Regions from separate parts of the Mus musculus genome. Here all the other regions are linked to region 5. Evidence: chromatin contacts called from public promoter capture Hi-C data. All regions are on one chromosome and are shown on one strand. The core of a region is the stretch at or near the end of the contact, and the rest is flanking DNA. Distances in the headings are between cores, read along the strand shown.

Region 1 (4,093 bases), core at 206-2,705, 1.3 Mb before region 5:
TCAAGCAGTGATCTTGCTAAGTCCTTTTATCAAAAACCCTTCCTTGGCTTATGACCACACCCCACCCCTAACCTCCCTACATCTTCCATGCCCCAGCCCTTCACTGGATCTGAGCATTCTGACTCTCCTCTTCCTCCAGGAAATGCTGCGGCATCCTGGCCAGCCTCCAACAAGAATTCTGTCAGACTAAATTAGCTAGAACCCCATCCCCCCACCACACACACCATATGCCTGAAATTTCCTCTTAGTACTTTTCCATCTACTGACTGCTGCCCACCCTTTGCTTTAAATCCCATGTGTTCTGATTGTGTTAGGAATTGAGTCTAAGTGCATCCTGAGGCCTCTACCCTGGACATGCTCATCCCTGAAACCCCATTTCATCTAATTGCAAACTCTGAGCATCTTTGACAGCAGTAGAGCAGGGGGCGTCCCCCAAATCCCTGTTCTTCATGTCTCCTGAATCCATTCTTTCTGTACAGTCATTCAGATAGCAACATATGGTAGGAAACACATTAAGTCACTTTAGGGGCCTGCATGACTTTAAAGATCAAACTGGAGAATTTTTTTTTAAAAAATTAAAATTCTCAATTCAAACATCTACTCTTGCTCACTACAGTATGTACTGAGCATGTAAGAAGTTGGACAGAGCAAACAATGACTAATCCCAAATTATGAAATACTACATTGATTCATTTTGATTATGAAACATCACAAAGCAGTTTCTCCTAGGAAACAACACTCTGGGCATGGAACCCAGGGACTACGGGCAAGTGTTGTACTGCTGAGCTACATCTTCATCCCTGAACAATTCCTAAATACTTTTCTTGCCAGTTCTTAGCACAAAGATGAGCAATGACAAAATCAGGCTCCATAAACTGTTCTTACCATTTTCAGTTTTCTTTCAAAATGGAATCAAGAGGTCTGGTGGAGGAGAAGAGAGTCAGAGATAGGCCAGGATCATCCTGAGAAGGGAGCCAAGGACATCTGCAGTGAGAAACAGAGACATCCAATGTGACACTTGAAAGGCAGCAAAGACACACTGGCAACACTGTTTTATAAATGTGCTGTTGAGAATACATATAGTATTCATTTCATTAAAGTTAGATACAAGAAAGTCAGACTCCAGGAAACTGTTTCCAATCTGACTGAAAATCTGTCTTGGACGAATTGACATTTTAGACTACAACATTATTTTCATTACATTCTAAAACATTTTTTGGCTTACGGTTTGGATTCCTTCTCTTCTCACCCCCATTCCCTTGTAACAGCACGTACATCTACTTACTGAAATTATCGAAATGTGTCCCAGTGTTTAAAATACCTTTCTTGAAGGCATAGAGTGGTTCTATAGATGGAGTCCTCTGAGACAGAGAGAAGGCAACAGAAAACCGAGACTCGCAGAGCCTTTGAGCTGCGTGCTTTGGGCTTTCCAAATACAAAATTGAGGCTGGGTAGTGGGAGGAGGGCAGGAAGGAGCATGACTACTTAACTTACACCACACGGGGGTTGCAGAAACACCCGGCTCCTCTTTTTTTTTTTTTTTTTTTTTTAATCACTAGAGTTGAGGCAACATTTCTAAATCCAAACAACCTGATAAAGCAACCTGTCCTTTTGTTTAAAAGCAGGGATTTATAACTTTGCCACTAGTGTGTGTGTGTGTGTGTGTGTGTGTGTGTGTGTGTGTGTGTGTGTGTGTGCGTGTTATCTGTGAAGGTACATGTGTGTGAAGAGTGTAGAGGAGGATTTCAAGTACACACCCTGTCACTCTCTACTGTACCCTTTTTAGACAGAGTCTCTTACGGAATCTGAAGCTAGACTGGGGTCAACTAAACCTAGAAATCCTTCTATCTCTACCCTGCATAGTACTGAGGTTAGAGACATTCTGCCATCATCATCACATTACTAGGGTCCTGGGGATTCAAACTTTAGACTTGTGCTGCAAGTGCTCTTCTCCACTGAGCCTCTCGCCAGCTCACTATTGACAATCTTGACATTTTGACATTTTGTTATATTGTAGGATGTTTGGCAGCATTCGTGCCCTATCTCTCTAGAAATCAACAGCACTGCCTTCTTCTACTTCTGATAACTACAGACTCGAGAGTATGCCAGGAGGGGGCTGTGTGGTTTAGGTTGAGAGACACTGCTTTATAAATATCTTCGAAATGAGTCAAGATTTATCTTGCATTGTTTTTGGTCCAGTTTGAAGGGACACTGATTTTTGAGTGGTATTAAAGCTACCAGTTGGGTCCCTCACTTTAGTTTCCAAAAATCAGCAATACTTCCATTCTGGAGAATATAAAGAATTATTTGCTTCTCAGAGTGTCCCTAAGAGAAGTATTCCCTCCTGTACTGATAATAGAAGCCTTTTGTGGACAAGCTTAAATTATTGTAGCTTTGTTTAAAGTTATTAATATACCTATAATTTAACCAAGAAAGAAGATGCAGATATTAGCATCCAGAGAACACTTAATAATAACCAGAGTTAACATGCTGGCCTGCATTAGTATCCCTAGTTAGCTGAGAAAATAGCAACTACAGGTAGACCACATTTGCCAAGGGCTTGTTATGTTAAAACACGCATCTGTATTTATGTTATTAAATACTGAAAATCAAACATTTTTAGATGTATTTATTTTCCTTTATGTGTATTATTGTTTCGCATAAAGGCATGATGTTTGTATATGCTGTGTGTGTCTGGTGCCTGAGGAGGTCAGAAGAGGGCATTGGAGTCCTTGGAACTGGAGTTGTCCTCCGTGGTGGTAAGGAGGAGCCAAATTGTATTGTTCAATTATAGGAACCAGAAGTCAATATTGTGAGACTGAGAGTTTAACACAAATCCTGATTTCTAGTATGGCAACTACTTTCTTCTTCATTTGCTGTAGCATGCCAGTAGCACCAGAAATAAACTTACCACTGAAACAAGCCAGATGGTACCCTCTGCTTCTGCCTTTCATGAGCAATGATGAAAATTAATGTTTTTTCCCCTTTTTTTTAATTAGGTATTTTCTTCATTTACATTTCCACTGCTATCCCAAAAGTCCCCCATGTCCCCCCTCCCCACTCTCCTCTCCCCCCCCCCACTCCCACTTCTTGACCCTGGTGTTCCCCTGTACTTAGGCATATAAAGTTTGCAAAACCAATGGGCCTCTCTTTCCACTGATGGCCGACTAGGCCATCTTCTGATACATATGCAGCTAGAGACACGAGCTCCGGGGGGTACTGGTTAGTTCATATTGTTGTTCCACCTATAGGGTTGCAGATCCCTTTAGCTCCTTGGGTACTTTCTCTAGCTCCTCCATTGGGGGCCCTGTGATCCATCAAATAGCTGACTGTGAGCATCCACTTTTGTGTTTGCTAGGCCCAAGAATAGTCTCACAAGAGACAGCTATATCACGGGTTTTTTTCAGCAAAATCTTGCTAGTGTATGCAATGCTTTTTAAGGGAATTAACATTTTCTTTTGGTGAGTATGGCCCCTAACAAGGGAAAACTGGGGCCATATAAAAAAATTAACAGCCTTCTCACATAGAAAGAACAACTGATCTGAACTGGTTCTGGAAGGGGGGGAGGCCATTAAAGCAGGAGAATCTAAAGTGTGTGTGTGTGGGGGGGGGCGGGGAAGAAATGACAGGAAAAGCATGCAAGGAATGTGGGTGGTGTGACAGATAAGGGAGGTTGGAGCCTGAGCTATACAAACAACAGCTTGCTAGCTGCTGCCTTCTGATTGGGTTTCTGCAAAGAGAAGTCATAGCTGTACATAGGATAGAGTCTCTCTCTCTCCATAGCTTCTTCCCTCTATTTGGCTGGGATTGGTTGTAACTCTTATCTACTGATGTTCTTGTCTCTCCTATGGTGTTGTCCCCACTAAATGTTAGTAAGTGCTCCTTGACTTTGCTACTTTGAGTTCAGACTGGGAATGCTCTTCTCTGAACTGCTGTGTCATCCCTTCTGATTTCCTTAAATCCAGCCCAACTATATATCCACTCTGCTGAACTCATCAGTTTCTAAAACGAACTAGATTATCAGTTTCCTGTCACGGCTGTAGAAGCTGTAAACACATAAGTGACATGAAATATATTGACCACAGTACTGTGA
Region 2 (4,279 bases), core at 437-2,936, 1.3 Mb after region 5:
TTATTCATATTTCTTAAAATTCCCAATAGCATGGCACCATGTTTGCTCAATGCCTCTGGCAGTAAGTGTCCACCTAGAATCTACTGAGAATATACTTCCGCATAGTGCATCTTCTTTCATCATGTGGACTCATCTCTCATTCCTTTCGTCTCCTAGTTTCTCAGATGCCTGTTTTTCTGCCATGGTTAGTTGCTATTATGTTCCAAGAAGATAATCTGCTATTGTCAAGTGGTTGCATGCCAGGATCAATACTCTACATGCCCACATAAATTTCTTTAGAAAATTTATCGTTTTAATGTTAAATTGACAAGTTATACGTGTACATGTTGGTGGATACGACATGATTCTGTGGTTCATGAATAGAATGTATAATAATTAAATCAAGCTAAGTAACATATTCATCACCTCAAACACTTATTTTTGTGGTGATAAATTCTCGAATTTAACGGTCTAGTAATCTGGAAGTGTAAGAAATTTACATTTGGTATATTTGTTAATCTATGCAATGTAGCTCAAAAAATTTTTTTAAAAAGCCTCTGTTCTCCTGTTTAATTGGTTACGTATTCTTCTTATGATGGTTTCTATCGTACTATTACACATTACCAAAACTTTGTAGCTTAGAACCTTCTTATTGATTATCTTACTGTTCTGATGTCTGAGAGCAGTCTCACTGTACTAAAGGCTACATAGGTTAAAGGCAATGTTAGTAAGCTATGCTTGTCTTGTCAAGTTTCTGGAGGTCATCCATGGTCCTTGGCTCACAACTAAGTCATTAGCACTCTGCCTTCTGTCTTCATCCTGCTATCTACTTCACTGACATGAACCGTCCTGTCTCTCTGTCATAAAGACCTTAGGAATTATGTAGAGATTACCCAGACGATCCTGGACCACCCCAACCCCTTAAGATTCTTAACCTAGACATCTACAAAGTTCCTTTGGTATGGAAGGTAGCATACTGAAAGATTCCCAAGGTGCCGATGTGGACTTCGCTAAGAGTCCATCTTCAGATTGCAGTGGCACTTTTTCATACCTCTGCAGCAACCGTACTTACTTACCCTTACTCAGCTGCAGCTTGAATTTCACGGCCTGGGGTTTCCTTTCAGGAGCTAGAGGATAGTAATAAAAGGTATTCCAGTTTGGGCCATGATTATAGGTAGAGTCCATCTTTTGTAGCACTCACTCCGCTGCAGACATACACCATTAATAGACATGGACTCCAACGGTGAAGAGTGAAATGAGAGCAGCATTTCGGTGAAGCAGGAATGGCATGAAAGTGCAATGCCACAACTGTGGCTGGAAGCACAGGCATGGTTGAAGAGATACGGGCATGCCTGCAGTTCCGATGCCTGTGCCTAAAAAACATCCTGGAAGAATCTGGAATTGCTTTGGATCGGATGGAAGGCAGAAACCAGGCCTGTGCCTCAGCGCCACAGACTGCAGAAGGCTTCTTATTCATTACGAGGGACGGGAAAAGAGTATTGCCGATGTCTGCCTGGCATCATAGCTTTTGGCAAACTTCAGTTCTGAGGTTCTGGAACAAGTCAGTCGTTAAGAGGACCCGTACTCCACTCATTCTATTATCACACCAGACAGGTGCCTCAGAGGCACAGAGATGAGACAGGAGTCCACAGTGAGATTGGATTGCAGAGCGCTGAGCCCAGGAGCCGGGTTAGGGGAAAGCAGAAGTAAAACCATTGGAGCACACCAAGGAGAACAAGAAGCTATTTTCAGATTCTTTTCTTTAAAACTGAGGTGCTGAGCTCATTTCCGAAGCAAGCCAAGAAATCTTGAGTTTCTAAAAGCACAGCCAGCAAAATCAGCAGCATTATCTAATTTCCGGTAAGATTCGTTTTGCAGAAGAGGACACAGACCTGAAAAGAAACAGTTTAGAGATAAAGAAATCACAGACAAAAAAGGACTCAAAGAAGAAATACACAGACGGGAATGCAATCAATAAGTTTTGGAGGTAAACTCGTAGACAATTATGTGACAGAAAACAGCTACAGAAGAAATTGGGCAATCCGACCCCTTGGAGGAAGTTTTTTCCCGGCGTGCTCTCTGTCGCCACCCGGTGGTGACAGAGGAGAATGCGGCGGTCGTGACCGTTCGATTTTCCTTTTTTCAAAGGACACTTGTTTTTGGTTTCCGTGAGCGTTGATTCCTTTTCAAAGCATCTACGTGCACGTTCGTTTTTCTCTTATTATCTTTTATTATCTTTTATTATCATTGATGTGCTTCACGAGATATGAATATTCTTCTGCTTCCGTGGGGACTGAGTTTTGGCCTCTGCCTGGGGAGTTCCATCGAGGTAAGAAGGGACAAAAGGGTCTGAGTGACATTCAAGCATGACAGATGTCCATGGACTTAAAGATTAAAGCGAGATTGATATTTGAAATGCTGGTCCCGACCATACTAGTCATTCATCACCCGGAGACTTAAAAACGTGCGTTGCTCGTTCAAATGCAAATTACTGTGGCTCTGCCAATGGCAGCTCCTTAACTAGAATGCCAGAGGATGTGCCCAGACATCTAGAGTTTTCCTGGGAAAGATCCCCAGCTGATTCTATCGCACACAGTGTTTGTGAATCTCCGAGGCAACTGTCAACTGACCTGTAATGAAAAGTACGCTCTACATGGAAGTCCACTCGAGAAGATCGTGGCAGTTTCACAGTATGCTCTCAATTTCTTTTACATCAATATCTCCTGTTTCGGTTATTCTTCTTGTCCTTAAACATCACCGTTAATCTCCAAATAGCCTCAGAGGAAAAACCTGAAAAATATGACATTGAAGAGCCGTCATCTTTGAGACGTGTGGTCTCTGCTGTGCCTATTCAAAGGCTAAGAGAGTGACATGAAATGAAGCCAGAAGAGTAGTCTGACCTCATCTCGTTTGGTGAGAATTTTATCATCTGCCTTCAACTTGGCCGTACCATTTAAATCTTCTTGATGTTATGTAATTAAATATTCCACTCATCTGGTTTATGGTTGAGACTATTAACTTATCCTTCTGGAATTCTCCCTTCCTCTGACAGTTCCTAATAGATGTGTTCTAACACCCTGAGTTAGGCTAGAGGGCTGCCTCGACTCTCTAGATAATGTTGCCAGAGGCTCTGTTCTATCTGGTGTGAAATGGTGTTATTTTGTTCGACTCGGGTACACACTTCTCCTGATAGGGACAAGACCTACCTTTAGAATGAACGATGTGTTTTTAACCATGCTGCCAAGATCACATATTCTTAGCTGCCAAGTCTGGACATTTCATTCTGACTCGTCATTTTCATGGACTCTTTTCAGCCTTGTCTGAAATCTTGGGCTCAGCACCTCTCGATTCGGCTGTCATTTCCTTCGTTTGCTTAGTACACATTTGGAATTGGACATTCCCTAGGGTTCTACAGATCTGACATCTCCTTCCTTCCTTCCTTCCTTCCTTCCTTCCTTCCTTCCTTCCTTCCTTTTTTTTTCTCCAAGATTAAAGTTGTCCTGGGATAATAGTCATGACTTGGAGAAAGCAAAAATCTCTTGAAGTTAGCAGGAATTCTGGAGGGAGCTTGAGCCTGCCTTGTCTGTAAGACAGATTAACCAGGCATCCTCCCTACCCTCTCACCCAAGGCTATTTTCCATTCCGGAATTATCAGAAAACCAGCCAAAACCTGTCCCCTTGCATGTAGGTGGGGCCGGTAGGCACGAGGTGATTCCAATTACTTGGAATTTTAATTCTAACTTGGCTCCTGGCTGGAGGGCTTCAGCTTATGGCACATTTCAGACACCAGAGCCGCGGTCAAGCGGCTTCCCCTGGACTTCTCTTGACCTGCCGGAGAGAGAGGTCGTGGACGATTACAGTCAATACGGTCAAGGTTTGTTTTTTTTTTTTGGTTTTTTTTCAAGCAAGACAGAATCGGGAACTAGAATGGAGATTGTGAAACAAGTGTGTGTTTTATCCCAAATGGGAAATGCTTATCAAAATAGTCAACTCATCAAGTGAGCACAGAGTGACTGGAAATGACGTTTACAGTGAGAGGAAATGGCCCAGCTGTGCTTTTTTTGGCTTTCTCTCATCAGTTCAATAAGAAAAATATCAATCAATGGGAAAATGCTCCCTCTCTGTTAATTTCATACACAGGTTTTAGGCAGTATGGAAAATAGGAATACCTAATGCTTTCATGTCACAACTTTATTACGTGGATTACAAAGAACTTTGTAGGATTTTTTTTTCACTGTTTTTAACTTAAGCCTCGAATTCACACCTACAGACATGTTTTATTTTCTTAAAGGCATATTGA
Region 3 (4,122 bases), core at 983-3,482, 1.2 Mb after region 5:
GTTGCAATATAGTGCACCTAAAGTTACAGAGCTCAGGAGACTGGGGCAACTTTGAGCCCAGATGTTTGAGACCAGATTACACAGCACAACAAATCCCTGTTTCAAGACACAGATCAAAAGAAATCAAACAAAATCCATCTTTAAATTCAAAAGATGAGTGTCTTAACAAAGTTTTTAAAGGAAAAGAATAAAGAATCAGCTACATTTAGTCAGTTAACACAGAAACTGTTAAGATATTTCTACCTCTTAAATGCATAGAATTATTAAGTTGTAAGCTATAATTAAACTTGAAGCCCAGGATTGCAGCATACATATGTAATTTTGCATTCAGGAGGCACACACACTAAACAAATGTTAAAAAAAATGAAGGGAAATAAGTTGAAGTATTTTAATGCTTAATTTCCAAGTGATGAAACATTAAGCTTAATTTATTTCAAATCCTGACGAGTGATTAGTTGGGTGTTTCTTACCTAAAAGTTTCTCCATACTTGGGCCTATTTTCTTTCTAGATCCAGATTGCTTCCTGTTTTCCCCCTATCTAAACATAGTCATCCAACATCAAGTGCATCCTGAGCTAAGATATATCTAGGGCAGTGGTAGATGCAGACTTTCCTCAAAGTGAATCAGAGCCCGTTGGCACTGGGATAAAGTATGGATTCCCAGCATCATTGGTATACCAACCCAATCAGTTTCTCTTAGACCAGGGGCATGAGCATTCTCACATGTTTAACTAGAATTGGTTTTAACAAACATTGGTTTTGATCCCTAGAAGACATCCAGTGATATCTTTATATTATATTAATCAGTTATGATCATCTAGTGGGCAAAGGTCCTGATGTTGCTAAATATTTGACAACACACTGAACAGCTAGGTCCATGGTGAGGAATTATTTGTCTGCAAATGCTAGTAATTTCAAAGTTTAGAAGCCTTCATCTACCCAACCTTGTTCAACCTAACCCATGACCCTAAGGATGCATGTGGCTAAGGATGACTGTGAATACTGTGCAACACAACATTATAAATGTATTTAAAACATTAGGACTCTCTCTCTCTCTCTCTCTCTCTCTCTCTCTCTCAGTGTGTGTGTTGTGTGTATCTGTGTGTTTTGTGTGTGTGTGTGTGTGTGTGTGTGATTTGTTTTAGTAAGGTATCACCATGTGAAAAGGCTAAACAAGCTTGGGTCTAGGCCATAGTGAATGACTCTGAAGAACAAATAAATGGATTGAGGGCAGCTGGTGTGATTAGGGGGACTCTAAAACTTCTCAGTGGGGAGCTGAGGCAGAGCTATGGACTCCCAGGTGCTGGTGCCCTGCTGCCAAAATCTCAGAGAACTCAGCCAAGCTCACACATATTGAACCACACCTCCAGCACTCCTGAAACCACTAAATCATTATTTTATCTGTTATTATTTACTAATACTGCAAAAACTTAATATATATATTGGATTATCCTCAAACTGTGAGCACTTGTTTGGGAATATATATATATTGTATATATATATTTTTTGTATATATATATAAATTAGTGAGCTTACCAGTTTAGCACTGATAAACTCAAACACTCAAAGAGGTACATACACTTATGTAAAAAGAAGTTTCATTAACTAAATTTCTGTATTCATTGTTCTAATTAGGAGATGTTTTATCTGAAATTGTGCTTTCAGTCACCATCGATGAAGATTCTTCCTCAAGTCCTGTATTTCAAAATGTTTGTGTGCTCAGTCCCATTAACATTTGCTTCTTTAGGTTGGATATAGAGTTTATGTGAAGACGAGGTGGGTAACTGTCTTGGTTGCTTATTTCAGTTAGAGTGATACTTACAGCAGTGTGGTTTTTCCCTTCACTGTTTTTACAAAACTAGGTATCTAGAACAAGATACACTTTAAAAAATATCTTTGGGTCCTGAGGGTTGAGGTTTTCTCGCTGAAATCATTCTTCACCTTTAAAATGCTTTAATGCTTTTAAGGGGCTCTTAAAGTGCAAGGGTTTAAGGCCCGGAGCTAGTTAAGCTTTGAGCAGATGCAGTCTGTTAGACAAGAATAGAACTCATCCTTTACTTTGGGGAGCTCTGACACAACATCCAGCTGCTTCCAGTCATTTGACTCCTGAAAGCTGCCCTAATCCTGGTAAAGGCAGCCTCTCCTGCACCCAGGTCCACCCACTGCTCCTGATTGGCGAGGCTCTCCGCGACCGGAGCCCGCCGCCTACGACGTCCCTGTGAACTGATTTGAAATAAGAGCCAGGCGGTCCTCGCTAGCCTGCGCCCGACTTTTCATAGGCTGGAAAAGGAAAGGTTGAGAAACTTGACATTGTCTTGGGTAGAGAGCGTCTAGAAGCAGATCAAAGAATAAAAAGGGAGGGGGACGAAAAACGTGCTCTTTGCTGCCTGTGGATTCGACCGAGTTGCTTTTGTCTTGTGGGCTTTTCTGCCGGCTTTGGTGTCTGCGCTTGGAAGCCTGCGGGTGCGCTTCCGAGCAGCTTGCTCCCTGCCGGATGGGTCATGGAATTCTAAACATGAGGCAGGTAAGCTTGGGGGTTGTGATTGTAGCTGTGCTGGCGCCAGCCACAGAAGGAGGGCTTTAGCTTGGGGCCCCTGCGACCTGTTACTCCCAGAGCGGGCGGAGTGATCAAACGCAGCGTTCCAGCAGATCCATTAGGTGGAAGGAGGGGACTGCCTTCTCTTCCTAAGGCTACCTTAGAAAGCACATCACCTGCCGGCACCCCACTGCCTCGTCCTTACTACCTACCCGCGCCAGCTTTTGCTTCTAAGAGTGGTTGCTGATGTCAGGCAGTCTTTGTAAAAGGTTCAGAGCGGTTTGTGGAATATGCAAATCAATTCCAGTTTGCGGGCCTCTGGAATGTATTGTGCTGGATTCATCTCAAGCTTTTAGCCTCTACCCTATTATGCTTCAGGTTAGAATAAAGACAACTGCACAGTCTGACAAAGAAGCACGCTGGGACTCTTATCTTATTTTGCTTTCACGTTTTGAGCACTTTACTGTGTGTCCGAGGCTGAGAAGGCGAAAGCAGTCTGGATGGAACAAGCTGCACTTCCAGCGGAGGCAGGCGCGGGGAGGGGGGAGGGGGGTGTTACAGACTTTTTTAAAAACCGTTCTAGCACTTTAGGAGTTGTATTTTGTGTTGCTGCTGGACGTAAGAACACAGTCCCGGAAGTACTGAAGGGAGACCGGTCTTGAGTGTGTCTCTGTGAAGAATTCCAAGCCAGCAGCTTCTTCCGTCGCTCTAGGGCATAGGGATACAATTCCTTATCAACTTAGGTAGAAGTTTATGAGGTTTATAGCTTTGCCGTTGAGGAAAAAGAGAAAAGGAAAGACTGGATTACAAAGCCTAGAAGAGGGTGTAATTTACAACTCTATCACAGTTGGAAAAAAAAATCTTACGTCAATGTTTTATTGCCGAGATCGATACTCACAAGGGAAAGACAAAAGTAAAAGCCTTTCAGTGACTGGGAAGGACAGAGACTCCCGGGGAGGAATGCTAGTTACTCTTGCCAGAGCGGAGTAACTCCGGGTGGGAAACTGAGCATCTGTTTTGTCACCGGAAAACCTCTTCTCTTTTTTCTTCCAGTTGAGTTGGGTGTGCCCCACCCCAAAGTGTTCACTTTAGGCGAAAGTAAACCTTCCCATGAGTGGTTGGGCCAAGGGGTTTACGACTTTCCGTTTCACTGCCGCAGAGGTAAAGCAGAGGCCCTGCATGAAAGGTCAGGAGCAAAGGCCCTCACATTTCTTATTCGCTAACTTGCTCTTCTGGACGAGCTTGGGAAATTGCAGGAGTACAGAAAAAAGCACATGAAAGACTGTGTGTGTGCTTTCAGCAAATTGCATCTGCCTAGCTGGAGAGTGGTGCAGAGGCTGGCTTTCTCGAAGTTTTGCGATCTTATAGAGCAGCCTCATTCTTTGAATTTCTAGCAAGCACATGAGATAGACAAAAGGGGCAAGGAGGCTTGCTGGATAGGAGCAAGAAAGAGAATAGGTACACAATACTATTTTTCACAAAGGTCCTAAGCCGGAACAAAGAAGTTATTTGATGCTGTGTGAAGCCACCTGTCTTGTCCTCGGTGATGTGTGAACTCAATTTTTAGAATCTTTGTGCCCACACAGT
Region 4 (4,079 bases), core at 655-3,154, 1.1 Mb after region 5:
CCTCCACGATACAGGAGAGCAGTCAGGAGAGGACAGGGAGTGAACATGGATGACAGAAGTGTCTGTGCCACCCATTCATTAGGGACTCACAAAGGGGTATAGAAATGTGGAGCTTTTGTAGGGATTGAGAGCACCATATCAAATGTCTATGGGGTAATTTAATTACATGGGCATGGTAGGAATGACACAGTGGTTACATTAATAAACTGAAGCATTAAAGAATAATAGCCCAGTTATTGCTGAATTATGGGAAACACGCTGCCTATTCATTCCTGGTGATGTTAGAAGAGAGTAGGAGTGGGCTTACCACTTTGCACTTCCAATGCATAAAGAAACAGTCTTTTGCTTCTACAGACCTATGGAAAACTGGGTGCAGTAGAAGACCCAAAGTCACACCCAAGAGCATAAATCTTGCTTTGTGCAAGATGCTTAAAATATCATAACCTAAGTCCGTTTTAAAGTACTAAATTAAATTGGCTTGGGGCAGACATAGTAATGAGCATGTGCTATATAAACATCTCTGAAGAAACTTTTCAACAGATTTCGGAGATGATAATCCCTGACCACTGTTGTGGGCATCTTGTTAGTAGAGTCTATTTGACACAATCATAGGCCACTAGGTCATTAGCTTAAAAGAAATAATCTATTATTTAATATAAACTAACATAAATTTTCATTTTCATCCATCCCTTATGGACAGCTAGGAAAAAAATACCCTATCCACTTTTCTAGGAGCAAAGGAAAAGGAACTCACATTTGATTTCATATCATTTATGAACGGGGCCAACATTGTTCCAAAAACTGGGTTACTGGAGAAGAGAAGAAATATGTGAAACTGGAGAAGAGAAGAGATATGTGAGTTATGGCCTCCACTTACAGATTCAAGTCGAGGAATTCAGAGATTAGCAAGCCTTCTCCCACCTAACTCCTGAGAATGTTTTTGTAAGCTCTTTTACATACTGTCTTCTCATTGGCATTTCTTTAATGGTAAAAAATGGTGAAGAATTAGAAGACCCATCCTACCTCTAAAATCCTTTGGCACTATGAAGGCGAAAACAGTTATCATGAGGTGCTAATAAACATCTCATTTACCCAGAAATGAATAAATGAATAAACGAATAAACAAAGGATGACTTCAGAAACACTAATAATATAAATGAATATAAATATAAATCCAATAAAAATTTTATATGTTGTACCTTAAGTTTTAGAAAAGCTTTCTGAAATTCAAATCTGAATAAGTCCAGTAATGGAATTTGAAGAAACAGAGCACATACTTCCTTCAGCTAAAGTAACCTGATATGAGTTCATGTTCAAAATACAAAGTTGGAGTATTTCTGGTGACACATATTTCCCAGAGGAGGCCAATGCTTCTCATTGTCCTAGAATCACCTCGACACAGACTCTTTACACCACTGTTCCTCAAGTTGAGCAAGCAAGACTATCACATGGGAAACTTGTTAAATTTCTGCGCCAAATCACAGAGCTCTGATTCCCCGGGCCTGGGTTGGAGCCGGAGAGTCTGCATTTCTATCCATTTCCCTCCTCCCTTCTTCTGGGACTGATGATCCAGGGACCAGTTTAAGATTCACTGCTTTAGGTATTAGAAAGACAATGCCCTTTGGAGCCTGGAGAGAAATTGCAAAATCCCCTTTAACTTGGCAGTTAAGGCCAATTTTCTTTCATGTTGCATTGACAGACGTCCTTGATGAGGTAGTCCTTGATAATTCAAAGGGCAGAGTTTAGAAATCCTAAAGATGAAATGGAAACCGCGTGGCTTTTCCTTGTGCCACTTAACAGGCGTTACATAAACAGACATTCTCCTGCAGACTTGGTTCTTTACTTTAGTTCTTCAGAGCATTCCACTGGGATCAAAGAGTAGCTGGGTAACTCTGGCTAATTGCATCACTTTCCAGTCCCACTTCATCGTGCGCTCTGGGCAAAGCAGATGAATCCAACCATTGCCCACTGGTTCCTGTGTAACCACAAGTTTCAGAAATGGATTAGTCAGCAGTTCCTGGCTCTCCTGCCCACACTAACCACAGTTTGGCCACCAAAAATGTGGGTCAGCACATTGCCAAAGTGTCGAAGCATGGTGGTTACAAGGACCAGAAAGCTCAACTTAAAAACATGTGAGTCCGTTGCAGTTCAGAACAGGGAGAAGGAGGGCAAAGGTCAGTCCTGCTGTTCTTGGACCTGATTCTGTTATGCCATCTTTTTGTGAAGCCAATTGCTGCTCACAATTTTATTTATCTCTTAAAAATTCTGCCAGACAGTGGTTCAATTCAATAAGACTTGGCTGTAATTTTTAGTGAGATGTAGCTATTACACCGTTCCTCTTTTTCTCAGTGAAAGAAACAGCTGATTAATTTCATACTCCCTACTTAAAATCACTCACCTTTACTCTTATCCAGAATCATAAAGCCACACAATTGGAAACAGCACCTTTTCTGCTTTAATTCTGCTATGAGTGCACAATTTGGATTAACATTTGCTGGCGTTGCCCTTGTACGCTATTATATTGTTGGCTTCTTCAGAGATGTCTTTTTTTTTTAATGCTAAAATATTCTTTGTAGAGAATGTCAATGCTTCTCAGTCATTATTTGGATGGTATCAACTTACTGGTTCTGATCTAGTGATAAATCTGTCTTAGTACTAGGCTGAAATAAAATTCTCAGAACTTATAATTTGTTATTTGTCTTGCTTATACAGCTTTAGCCATAATAAGAAGTGTATCAATATATACCAGAGGATTGGAGAGATAGCTCAATAGGGTAAAATGCTTGTTGATCATCTTAGTTGGATCCCAAGAACCCATGTAGAAGTTGGGTATGGCAATGTGTTTCTGTAGTCCTGTCCTAGTGCTAAGCAGAAAGACAGACAGTAGTAACCTTGGTGTTTGCTAGACAGACAGTCTAGCTGAATCAGAAAGCTTCAGATTCAGTGAGAGACCCTGTCTCAAAAATAAGGTAGACCATTTTTAAGGAAGACATCCAGCCTCAGCTTCCAACTCACACATGCACACATACTTGAAGTGCATGTTCACACACACACACACACACACACACACACACACACACAATTCATGCATACACACAAATGTATACACAAAGAAAAATCCAGACTGGATTTTAAACCCTTTACTTGCTTCATTAAGAATGAAACATAGGACATATTAAAAGAAAACATGAGACAGTACGGAATTAGAGACATATTTGGGCACTCTGCTATTGGCTATACTATTTCTTTTTTTGCAACAGTTGGTTTTCTACGCACATAGACAGTAAGGATGGCACAGCTCATATTTAATAAAGCACATATTTTTTAAAACTGCATTATTTTTATGCTGAGACCATGGCTCAGAAGTTACCAGCACTTGTTTAGAAATCATGAGAATCAGAGTTTAGGTCTCAGTATTCACTCCACAAGTGAAGCGTCCAGTAACATCCTGTAACTGCACCTCTGGGGAAGCTGATGCTCTCTGTTCTCTGTATACAAAGTGGTGTGCAAAGTCGCATGCTTGCACGTCTTTATACACATGCATATATCCTCATGTAGAAACACACTACACACACCTAAATGAATAATTTTTCTAAAAATTCACTATGATTTATATATGAACCATTTTACATAGACTATATATTTTAAATTAATTTTATTAATTTATATGTATGAGTATTTTGTCTGCATGTACATCTCCATTACCGCATGCACATCTGCGTGTACACCACGTGCTTCTCCTGTGCCTGAGGTGCTAAGCTTCTGTGTGAATACTGGCAATCAAACTCCAGCCCTTTGCAATAGCCAAAAGATCTGGTAATACCTGTGCCAACTCTCCAGCACCTAAATTATTTTTTAAATATTAGATACTTGCAAAATTTCCCTTTGTGAGTATAACATTATTTTGTCTTGTTTTGTTTCCATAAAACCCAAATCCCCAGAGGAATGAATGTTTTCTTGGTAAGACATTCTGAAAATGGATAAATGTGTTCTTGACTTGTGGATACAAAGAATTGGAGCTTTTGATTAGCTGCAGCCTGGTTCCCATGTTTGAGATTTTTGGGGCTCAAATACAGACA
Region 5 (4,627 bases), core at 2,007-4,506:
AGAAAATGATCCAAGAGGAAGGATCTGTGAAGCTTTGCTAGCAGAGATGACGGCGGTTACTGGGAAGGCTCTGCTACAGTCTGATACCCATGCCGACTGATCACAGGGACTGCAGTGTGAACTGCCTAAACCAAACGGAGTGCATATCACGAATCTGCCCCTTCACTTAGGATGGAGTTACACCTAGACCGATGAACATCACCTAGCTTACTGAATTATCATAGCTGGCTGCGTTCAATGTCCCCAGAGCACTTAGAGGAGCTGACAATTGGGGAAACTCATGGAAACAAAGCTAACCTTGTGGGAGTACTCATAGCACATGTATTTTATTGCAGAGTATACTGAAAGTGGAAGAAGAAACTTTCATACCATCCTAAAGTCAATAAAAGTCTTAAATGAGAGCCTCTGGACGGGATGAGTTTGTTTCCCTGTCTAGAATTGCAATGACTCTTTCTCTCAGTCCTAAGATACGGGAGGATGACATGAAGATGGAGTCAATGGAGGAAAAGGAAAGTCAAAACACTCACAGTTTTCGTCATTTTTAGATTTTTCTTTAACTGGCACGCTTTTTAAGACAGAGTCGACACCAGGCAACCTACAGCGCCTCTTCTTTTTTCCTGTACCTCTCCTGAAAATGACAAACAAATCAAAATAAAACTTCAAACAGGGACTTGGCATCCACAGAGGACATAATAAGCAATAATTCTTAAATACGTAGAAGATTAAACTTTAAAAACATAATGGTGTCACCGGGTGGTGGTGGCACCTTTAATCCCAGCACTCGGGAAGCAGAGGCAGGTGGATTTCTGAATTTGAGGCCAGCCTGGTCTACAAAGTGAGTTCCAGGACAGCCAGAGATACACAGAGAAACCCTGTCTCGAAAACAAAACAAAACAAAGCAAAAAACAAAACAAAACAAAAAAAACAAACAAACAAAACAAAAACAAAAACAAAAAAACAAACCATAATGGTGATTCCCCACTACCAAGTGGAAAACAGTTATTCTGAAAATGTCTGTGATTCTTTAGAGTACTTTAGAAATGCTTCGTTTATTTTAAATATGTAAGATTGCTGAAATCTGTCATATTACTTTTATATCATTAAAAAAAAAAATCCAAACCAGGAAAAAAAAAAGCCACACTAAATATAGCACTTCCATTAAAGTTTTTGTATACTTACAGGCGAGCTATTGCTTTTTTGGCCAATTTGCGCTGTAATCTCCGGTTTTCATCTGTATCGTGTAGCACATGTTCTTCAGCTGCCCATCTATCCCAACTGGTTGAAAAAGAAGAGGATGTAAACGTCAGTATTTTGAAACAAATGAAACGGATGCTAAAAAGCATCATGAAGAAGTGCCCCAGACTTGCTGACATTTTAGAAAGCTATAAAAAAAAACTTCAAAACCACCAAGAGGTTACCAATAAAGCACAAAGGGAACTCAGCTACAGCAACCAAGATTTCTAGAGATTACTCATAGATCATCCAAACATAACAGACTTTAAAGTAATCATGCCTCAGACCAGGCAAGCTTTCCAAACAAAGCAGAAGCAGGAAATTAAACTTTTCTACAAGTGTTTCTAAAACTTAAAGTTACAAAATTATCTTGCTACAAAGGCGATTAAGTCTAACTGTAACAAGTTCACTGACCTTCTGTTCCAACCATTAAAATGTATCAGATATTCTGGAATCTTTCTGCCCTTTTCGTCTTTCCCGATAATAACATCGATGATCTGAAACCAGGAAATACTACTCACGCGTGGCACAGCAAACCGAAAATTACTATAAGTTTGGTAAAAAGAACTAGATCACAGTCCCTTCTTAAAGAAATAAGAAAGTACTCATCCCTCCCCCCTTTAGATCGAGAGCTGGGTCGTAACATTCTTCAACATTTTTTTTCCTCTTCTGCCCGAGTGGTTGCCTCAAAATAGGAAACATCCGTCCAACCAACCCAGGATTGGTCTCTTGAGTTTGAGACCGGGTGAAACTTCTGAAGTCATTGGTCGGTAGATTTGTCATTAGCGAAGGGCCCAGACTAGAGAGAACAGCCCTGAGACCTCTGGGAGTTGTAGTCACCTGGGCCTTGCCTTGTCCAGTGTCTTGCCTAGCTAGCCAGAGACTTCCACAACCCTTCCCCTCCCCTTAATAGCCATGCATTCCCTAAGGTGATAGCTGGTACAAATGAAACGTATATCCTTCCATCTCCTAGCGATAGAGCAAGCTGGAGGGATAGCAATAGGAGGTAAACAGAGTTAAGGGTTTCAGGAAGAACCAAAGATACATAATCCAGCACAGACCTTGGGGTGTTCCACTGGACAGCACTGCTGAAACATGGCTAAAAACACACCTGGTGCTGCTCCGAGTTGTCTCTGCCACCAAGGACTTCACCTTGGTGGCTGGAAACACCGATGCTCGCCCCGACCCCCAGCGCGCTGAATTTTTACCTTCTTTGGGCTCTGGAGCACTTAGGTGCCCAGTCCTCCACTTAAAAACTGACAACCGCAAGATATAGCTCAGCCTGGGCTGACCAAGCTGGATACAGGCGAGATGCGATTCTTTCCTAGCTCTGTTCGCCTCCCACCAATCCTTTAGAAAGCAACAGAGCAACCTTGAGCCCCTCCCTTCCCCCCCAGCAGGACTACAATCCTAAATTTGACCAGGGTTCGGGACTGACAGCTGGGAATAATTGAGGACCAGGTTGAAGATGTGGGTGGGGAAACTGGTCAAGGTGTCCTCTACTGAGCCCATGTGGCGAGAAGCCGCGTGGGACAAGGACAGATTCGTTACAAAAGCAGAGGCCTCAGGCGACAGTCCTCCTACACCGGTCGCCGGGATTGGCGCCCAGCGCTCAAACCGCCACCCTGGCCTAGCAACCGCGCGTAAGCGACGCGACACGGCCGGAAGCGGAAGCATCACGGGTCCTTTCTAGTTAGGGAAGTCGCGCGCCCAGCACGTCTCGCCAGCGTCCCCTGTAGTCCCGGGCCGCTCCACGCAGGCCAAGGCGCGCCCTGGTGGCTGTCCAGGACTCCAGGCCACTTGTCCTCCGCTGGCCCCTTTGCCTCCCATCCCTCGAACCCAGTCCCGCATCTCCTCCCTGTTCCCCCCGCGGCGGCACCTTGGCATCGTACAGCACTCGCGCCTTGGTAGGGTCAGGCTCGAAGCACAGCACTTTCTCCCCAGAGTGGAATTGAAATTTCATGCCCTCGCTCGCGCTCATTTGCTCATCGTGGCGGAGGGCGAGGCTCCGGGGCGGGCAGAGTGCGCGCGGTGGGGGAGGACGGCCGGGGAGGCGGCGCTCCGCCACCGGGGGGGCCCGGGAGTGGTGGAGGCTACGACCGCCCCGCCCTCGGCCCCTCCTCCGGCCACCCCGCGCCACTGCGAGGACCTTGGCAGTGGCGATGGAAGCGCGCGGCCCCGCCAGGGCTTGTCCCCGCCCGTCCCCTCTGGGGCTCAGAGAGGGGTGCGGACGGGGAGCAAGATCCCTCGACCGAGGTCTTCCAGCAGACCGTTCCCTCTGGTCCCCATGGGTTAGGATTCCCGCGGTTTCCAGGCTGCGCCCACGTGTGTGCCGAGCTGTCACCCCGGGCGTGCGCTCTCTGGCCGGAGTGTGGGGATCTCTTAGGGAGAGGATTGCTCTAGGGTAGTCACCAGGCGCCGAGGAGGCTGGATGGCGTCTGCCCCCAGGAGCTGCCTGGCCGCGCGCGCGCGCGTCAGCCCCCTCGGCGGAGCTGCGCGCAGATGAGTGTGGCCACGCGAGAAGGACGCGGTGTTGGAGCTGGCCGGAGAAGGGCAGTGGCCTTGAGCGAGGGGAGGAGACATTCCGGGCAGTTAATAGAACACTGGGTCATCCTTCCGAGAGGACCAGCAGGTAGGGCCTGGAGGCCCCAGTGAGCAGCGGACAGCAAAGCTTATGGGTCCTGAAAGGGTCGTTAACACCTTACGTGTCAGCTTGCAGCACTCCTGAATTGCTCCCCCATGGTCTATCTTTAGTGGCTCAAAACCTCCTGAAGAGTGGAAGCACCATTGAGACTGCTGTTAACAGAGTGCCTGCAAAGATCGGGCGTTCATAAATACTCCCTGAATGACCGACCAGAAGACAGGAGACTTGAAGGGCAGAGCTTCAGTGACAGAGAGGGCAGTGCTGGCCTGTTTCTTCTTGAGTGCAAAGCCACTAGGCAGTGTGATTACTAGATCAAGACCTGGCTGGAAAGTTGAGCAGATGGGCTGGGAGGTTTTTAGTGAACTGTCAGATTTCCCACAGCCACTCACTCTGTTCTTGCTTCCAGAAATTTGCGTCTCCCCACCCCCACCTCCCTTCACCTGGTACAAGGTCCAAATCTCTCACACCTCCACTTGGGCACTTCCAAGAGAAAGGTCCCGCAGGAGCCTAGAGGAACCAACCATGTATCTGTCCAGTATTCCCTCCCAGAACTCGACTTACCCTTTTATTACCATTTTCTTGCTCTGCTGGAGAATGGGTTGTTCATTTGCAAGATGGCCCCACTAAGAGGGTAAACTGCTTGAACCTGGGGGTTGGGGGTGTCTAATCCAGTGTGTCATTGTATACTCACAGCACACAATAAATATTTAATGGATGAATGATCACAGATTTATGAAATCAAATCCATAA
Region 6 (4,076 bases), core at 1,176-3,675, 1.3 Mb before region 5:
AGAGCCAGCTCCTTTATTTACATGATAACACCTTCTAAACAAAGAGGCTTATTCTAGTTGTTCCCCCAGAGCCGCTGAAACTTGGACAAGGACTAACAAAATCTTGCTATGTCCAAACCTAGCTCCATCCTTCTCCAAAGTCCTAGAGCACCCTCCATTTATTGAAGTCTACAAAGGGCGCTGGGGATGGAGCTCAGTGGTTGAATCTTCTTGTTGCCTAGCATACACAAAGACCTGGAATACATCCTCTGTACTAGAAAAAAAAAATAGACATGGTCTCATGTAGCCAAAGATGCTCTTGAATTCCCACTTCTCTGGCTTCTTCTACCCAAGGGCTGAGAACGTAGTGTGTGCCAGCATATCCTGATCTGATGCTGCACAGGGGCTTCATGCAAACTCCTGCAAGCAACTCTACCAACTGAACTACATTCCCCAACCCCAGAGTGGCATTCTTTTGTTGTTGTTGTTGTTTTTAACTTATGAAAATAAATTTTTCACTGTTCTTAATTCAATGTCACAGTTCATTTCATTGTTGTTTTCTTGTTGCCGACTCCTGGAAGGTTTGGATTACTTCCTTTTGTTCCCCCATTAATTAATTTATTTTAGGGGGTGGCTTGGAGGAGGGGGGACTTCAATCAGGATGTAATGTCAATAAGTAAACAAAGTGGCAGTTCTTTCACCTGAATTGTCCACAGGTTTCTTCTATTATCACCCAAGCTGTGTAAATGGAGTTTACCACCTAGAAAAGGTCACACGGGATTCACATAACCTCTAGAAAAAAATCATCTTTGTCATCAATATTAATCTAACTGGGTCTGATGACACACACACCCGAAATTCTAATGCTTGGGAGGTAGAAACAAGGGTTCTCCTGTGAGTTCGAAGCCTACCTGGACTACTACCTGGGTGAGTTCAATACCAGCCTAAATACATAGCAAAAGTCTGTCCCAGAAAACGAAAACCAAACCAAAATAAAACAACCAAAAGGAAAAAAAATGCCCTTAATCTCACAACCAAATTCTCGATTCATTCCATCATCAAGATTTTGTGCTTCCTTCTGGAAATTTCAGTTTTAGTTTTGACGTTTGTGTCTACAATCCGTTTCTAAGTTAACTTTTGTAAATACGGAGAATGACTTTTTTTTTTTCTGTAAAACTTGCGGAATGAATTCGTGCGCTACTAAATATAGAACGGTTATCTGTCACTGTGCACTGTATAGTTGGTTAACTGTGCTAAATAGAATTCGGGAAAAGAAATTGGCTTTGGGCAAGTAGGACAAGGAATCCCTAGTCTAAGCTGAGGAGAGCTTCCGCCTGCCTGGTGGCACCTTTTGCTAATGTGAGAAACCGGTGGAATTTTGAACAAACTGGGGTCTTGTTGCTGTGCGCAGCTAAGCTCCACAAACACAAAGAAGCTATTCGCAATGATAGATGCAACAAAGTTTAAAGGAAGGGTGCGAGCGCTCAACACGTGCGTCTCGCTTTCCCACGCTCTGCCTAACTCCCGCACAAACCCACCTTTCTGGATAAGGCAGCGCTTGGCCAGCCTGCTGCTCTGGAGAGTCACCTGAGCAGCTGGCAGTACTCTGATCGCCAGCGGCTGGAAGTGGCATTCGAAAGTTTCCCTGGGATAAACCCAGTGCCCAGGACCCGTGCAGAGCCTTTTCAACCATGCAGGATTCTGGGTTTCTGTCTGGCAGAGAGTTGGAAACTGGGGCGGGCGGATCCACCGATGTCTCCCCGCCCCCACCATTCCCGGCACCGAAGTGATGCCCACAGACTGCGCCCACTCTCCCAGACGCTCTGTAACTGCCCCGATTTTGTCCTTCCGGACTGAAGACACCAGGCGAGCCGGTGCAAAAGAGGGGCCTGGGGTGCCCAAGGGTCGACAGGTCGCCGATGTCCGGGTATTGGAGGCCCAGCCACCAGAAGGTTAACAGCCAGAGGATACGCGTAGAGACTCCAGGGTGACCCGGGTTGGGGGTGGGGGTTGGGGGTCCCTTGCTGAACTTCTTTCTCCCCTGGCGCAGCCGCCCTGGCTCTGCAGCCGCGTTGTTGCCGTCCCGCCCCGGAAGGGAGAGCATGACGCCCGCGGAGCTGGCCTGGGCATGCTTTGGCCCCTGCCTCAGCCCCAGCGAGGCTCCCACCTGGTCTCCTGGTTGCTAAACTTCTTGGTGACCACCTTGCCCAGCTCCAGGCCCAGGCGATCGGCCACGCGCTGCGACAGGTCCTGGTGAGAACTGCCGCTGAAGAGCACGATGTTAGGCATGGTGACCGGGGACTGAGGAGCGCGCTGGAGAAGGAGAAAGGGACTGCGATGCAGACTACTGCTACCGTTGCTGCGGCTGTTGCTGCTGCTGCTGCGGTGGCCTGGGCTGCTGGTGAAGCGGGAAAACGCAGCAGCAGGATCTAGGGGAGGGGAGGGCCGGGGGAGGAGCCAGAGGGAGGAGGAGCAGCTGAAGAGTCGCTGGAGGGTGCTGGGAGGCTGCTTCTGCCCACGCAGGCTGGGCATCTGGGTTTGAAGCTCTGGGTGGTCCCGAAGCACCCAAGTACAGTTGCTCCGTAGGGGAGCTCCAGGCTCCACATAGGACTTCCTGACTTGCCTTTAAATGGGGAGGTCAACCAACCAGATAAAGTGGGCACAGTGAGCCATTGCAGGAAAGGGCCATGTGGTGCCTCACAGCCAGGAGCAGCCTTTCAACCCGGAAGCTCAGAACCCAGAGGTGATACCTGGGCTTCAAGTGCACACCGTGTCTACATAGGCCAGACCCACACATCGGTTTGTATTTGCACACGGGAGTGAAGCATGTTTGCACTTGAAGTGGTGATATAGACTACGTTTGAAGATGGACTAAGAAAAGGGTTTCTCACCAACAAGAATTCTCTTTCTCTGTCATTTAATTTAGATGTATATTTTACAAAATTAGCTCAAATATTTTGTTTTCCAGTTTTTTCAACAAAAGCTGAAAATTTTGGTTTTTTTTTTTTTTCTTATTATATAAATGCCCACATTCTTTCTTGTCTTTTGCTTCTTGGTCCACAAAACCTGAACATGTTACCGTCTAGCTCCTAAATGTGTGTTGCTCTGTAAAGGAGTCATTGATGACAGCCACCATTTGACCCCTAAGCTTGGCCACAAGAGGAAAGCGTATTTTCAAGTGGTCAGTTGCCTCTCACCAATTCCTTCTGAGTCCTCGTTTTTATGTAGATAGGCTGGCTCTCAGGCTCTCTTCACAACTTCCTGTCCCTTGGATTCTCTAGAGTCAGACTCCCCCACCCCCCACCCCCACCCCTGCTGCGGCAACCAACCCCCCTCTCCCAGAGTCCTTTGCTTTCCCTGCCCTCAACCCCCACCTCAGCATTTCTGAAGTAGCTAATGCAGTGTCAGAGCCAATCGCCAATCGCTGGGCACAAAGCACACTTAAGGAAAGGAGATTCATCCTGAGCTCCTGGACGAGTGGAGCACTAGTGATCCTGACTTACATTTCTTAAAAGCTTTCAGAGACAGATTAACCTGGCCAGATAGTTGCTTGGGCTCTACCACTGTCTACTGAAATTTGGCTTGCCATATACAACAAAGACTACTTGCCCTTGAATTGTAGCCCACTCTAAAGGCACTTCTTGTGTGATTGGAGTTTGGGAGAGTATTTAGATTGACCGTATCTTTGGGGGATTTGCTTCTGGGCCCTTCCTTGAACTCTGCAAAGGTGTCAGCCTTTAATCTCAGCACTCTGGAGGCAGAGGCAGAGGCAGAGGCAGAGGCAGAGGCAGAGGCAGAGGCAGAGGCAGAGGCAGAGGCAGAGGCAGAGGCAGAGGCAGAGGCAGAGGCAGAGGCAGGCGGGTCTTTCAGTTGAAGGCTAGCTGGCCTGTTGAAACTGTGTCTCTCCAATCCCCTAAGGTTCCTCAAACCCAAGCAAATTGAATTTATGAAAGGGTTTCCTTTGAAACTCCACTGACTGCCCCAGTGGTTCTCCAAAGCGCTACTCCCATTGCATTTCTGTTCCTTTTCATTCTGCTGACAGAGATGTACATATCCTATTGTATTTCTTAAAAGAGCCAAGGTGATGATATAACTAA

What was found. Promoter capture Hi-C pulls out the DNA fragments that hold promoters and counts their contacts.
Region 1: a contact with region 5 is called in a promoter capture Hi-C map of pre-B cells, with 4 times the contacts expected there. The contact joins the promoter of Tlr7 here to the promoter of Msl3 in region 5. A contact is called at or near these places in 2 of 39 promoter capture datasets (cranial neural crest and pre-B cells) and 3 of 115 datasets of contacts at active chromatin or transcription factors (astrocytes, embryonic forebrain and embryonic hindbrain).
Region 2: a promoter capture Hi-C map of erythroid cells shows a contact between it and region 5, with 13 times the contacts expected there. The contact joins the promoter of G530011O06Rik here to the promoter of Msl3 in region 5.
Region 3: a promoter capture Hi-C map of pre-B cells shows a contact between it and region 5, with 3 times the contacts expected there. The contact joins the promoter of Mid1 here to the promoter of Msl3 in region 5. A contact is called at or near these places in 5 of 39 promoter capture datasets (the 3T3-L1 cell line, hippocampal neurons, liver and 1 more).
Region 4: a contact with region 5 is called in a promoter capture Hi-C map of liver, with 2.2 times the contacts expected there. The contact joins the enhancer-like site here to the promoter of Msl3 in region 5. A contact is called at or near these places in 5 of 39 promoter capture datasets (the 3T3-L1 cell line, cranial neural crest, liver and 1 more) and 2 of 115 datasets of contacts at active chromatin or transcription factors (astrocytes and large pre-B cells).
Region 6: a contact with region 5 is called in a promoter capture Hi-C map of pre-B cells. The contact joins the promoter of Prps2 here to the promoter of Msl3 in region 5. A contact is called at or near these places in 8 of 39 promoter capture datasets (the 3T3-L1 cell line, the C10 cell line, cranial neural crest and 4 more), 3 of 484 Hi-C or Micro-C datasets (the G1E-ER4 cell line and embryonic stem cells) and 6 of 115 datasets of contacts at active chromatin or transcription factors (the SCID.adh cell line, astrocytes, embryonic forebrain and 2 more).

The regions. Positions count from the first base shown.
Region 1 is chrX:167,329,116-167,333,208 of GRCm38.p6, forward strand. It overlaps Tlr7 (toll-like receptor 7), which reads right to left and starts at 1,456. Exons shown (of 3, transcript NM_133211.4): 1 at 1,322-1,456; 2 at 886-984. The coding sequence starts at 888.
Region 2 is chrX:169,977,231-169,981,509 of GRCm38.p6, forward strand. It overlaps G530011O06Rik (RIKEN cDNA G530011O06 gene), which reads right to left and starts at 1,687. Exons shown (of 2, transcript NR_029457.1): 1 at 1,056-1,687. The region is part of intron 4 of Mid1 (midline 1); the gene reads left to right.
Region 3 is chrX:169,877,387-169,881,508 of GRCm38.p6, forward strand. Mid1 (midline 1) reads left to right here and starts at 2,233. Exons shown (of 10, transcript NM_001290505.1): 1 at 2,233-2,523.
Region 4 is chrX:169,793,122-169,797,200 of GRCm38.p6, forward strand. It overlaps a transcript of Mid1 not described here. Among named protein-coding and RNA genes, the nearest start is that of Mid1, 84 kb to the right of the region's middle. Within about 2 kb of position 1,905, at least 35 of the 459 cell types and tissues checked have an H3K27ac peak or open chromatin away from gene starts, as enhancers often do. A contact at or near this core is called in liver, where this site is marked.
Region 5 is chrX:168,670,616-168,675,242 of GRCm38.p6, forward strand. Msl3 (MSL complex subunit 3) reads right to left here and starts at 3,257. Exons shown (of 13, transcript NM_001370791.1): 1 at 3,113-3,257; 2 at 1,648-1,730; 3 at 1,180-1,275; 4 at 528-628. The coding sequence starts at 3,214.
Region 6 is chrX:167,380,324-167,384,399 of GRCm38.p6, forward strand. Prps2 (phosphoribosyl pyrophosphate synthetase 2) reads right to left here and starts at 2,426. Exons shown (of 7, transcript NM_026662.5): 1 at 2,147-2,426. The coding sequence starts at 2,268.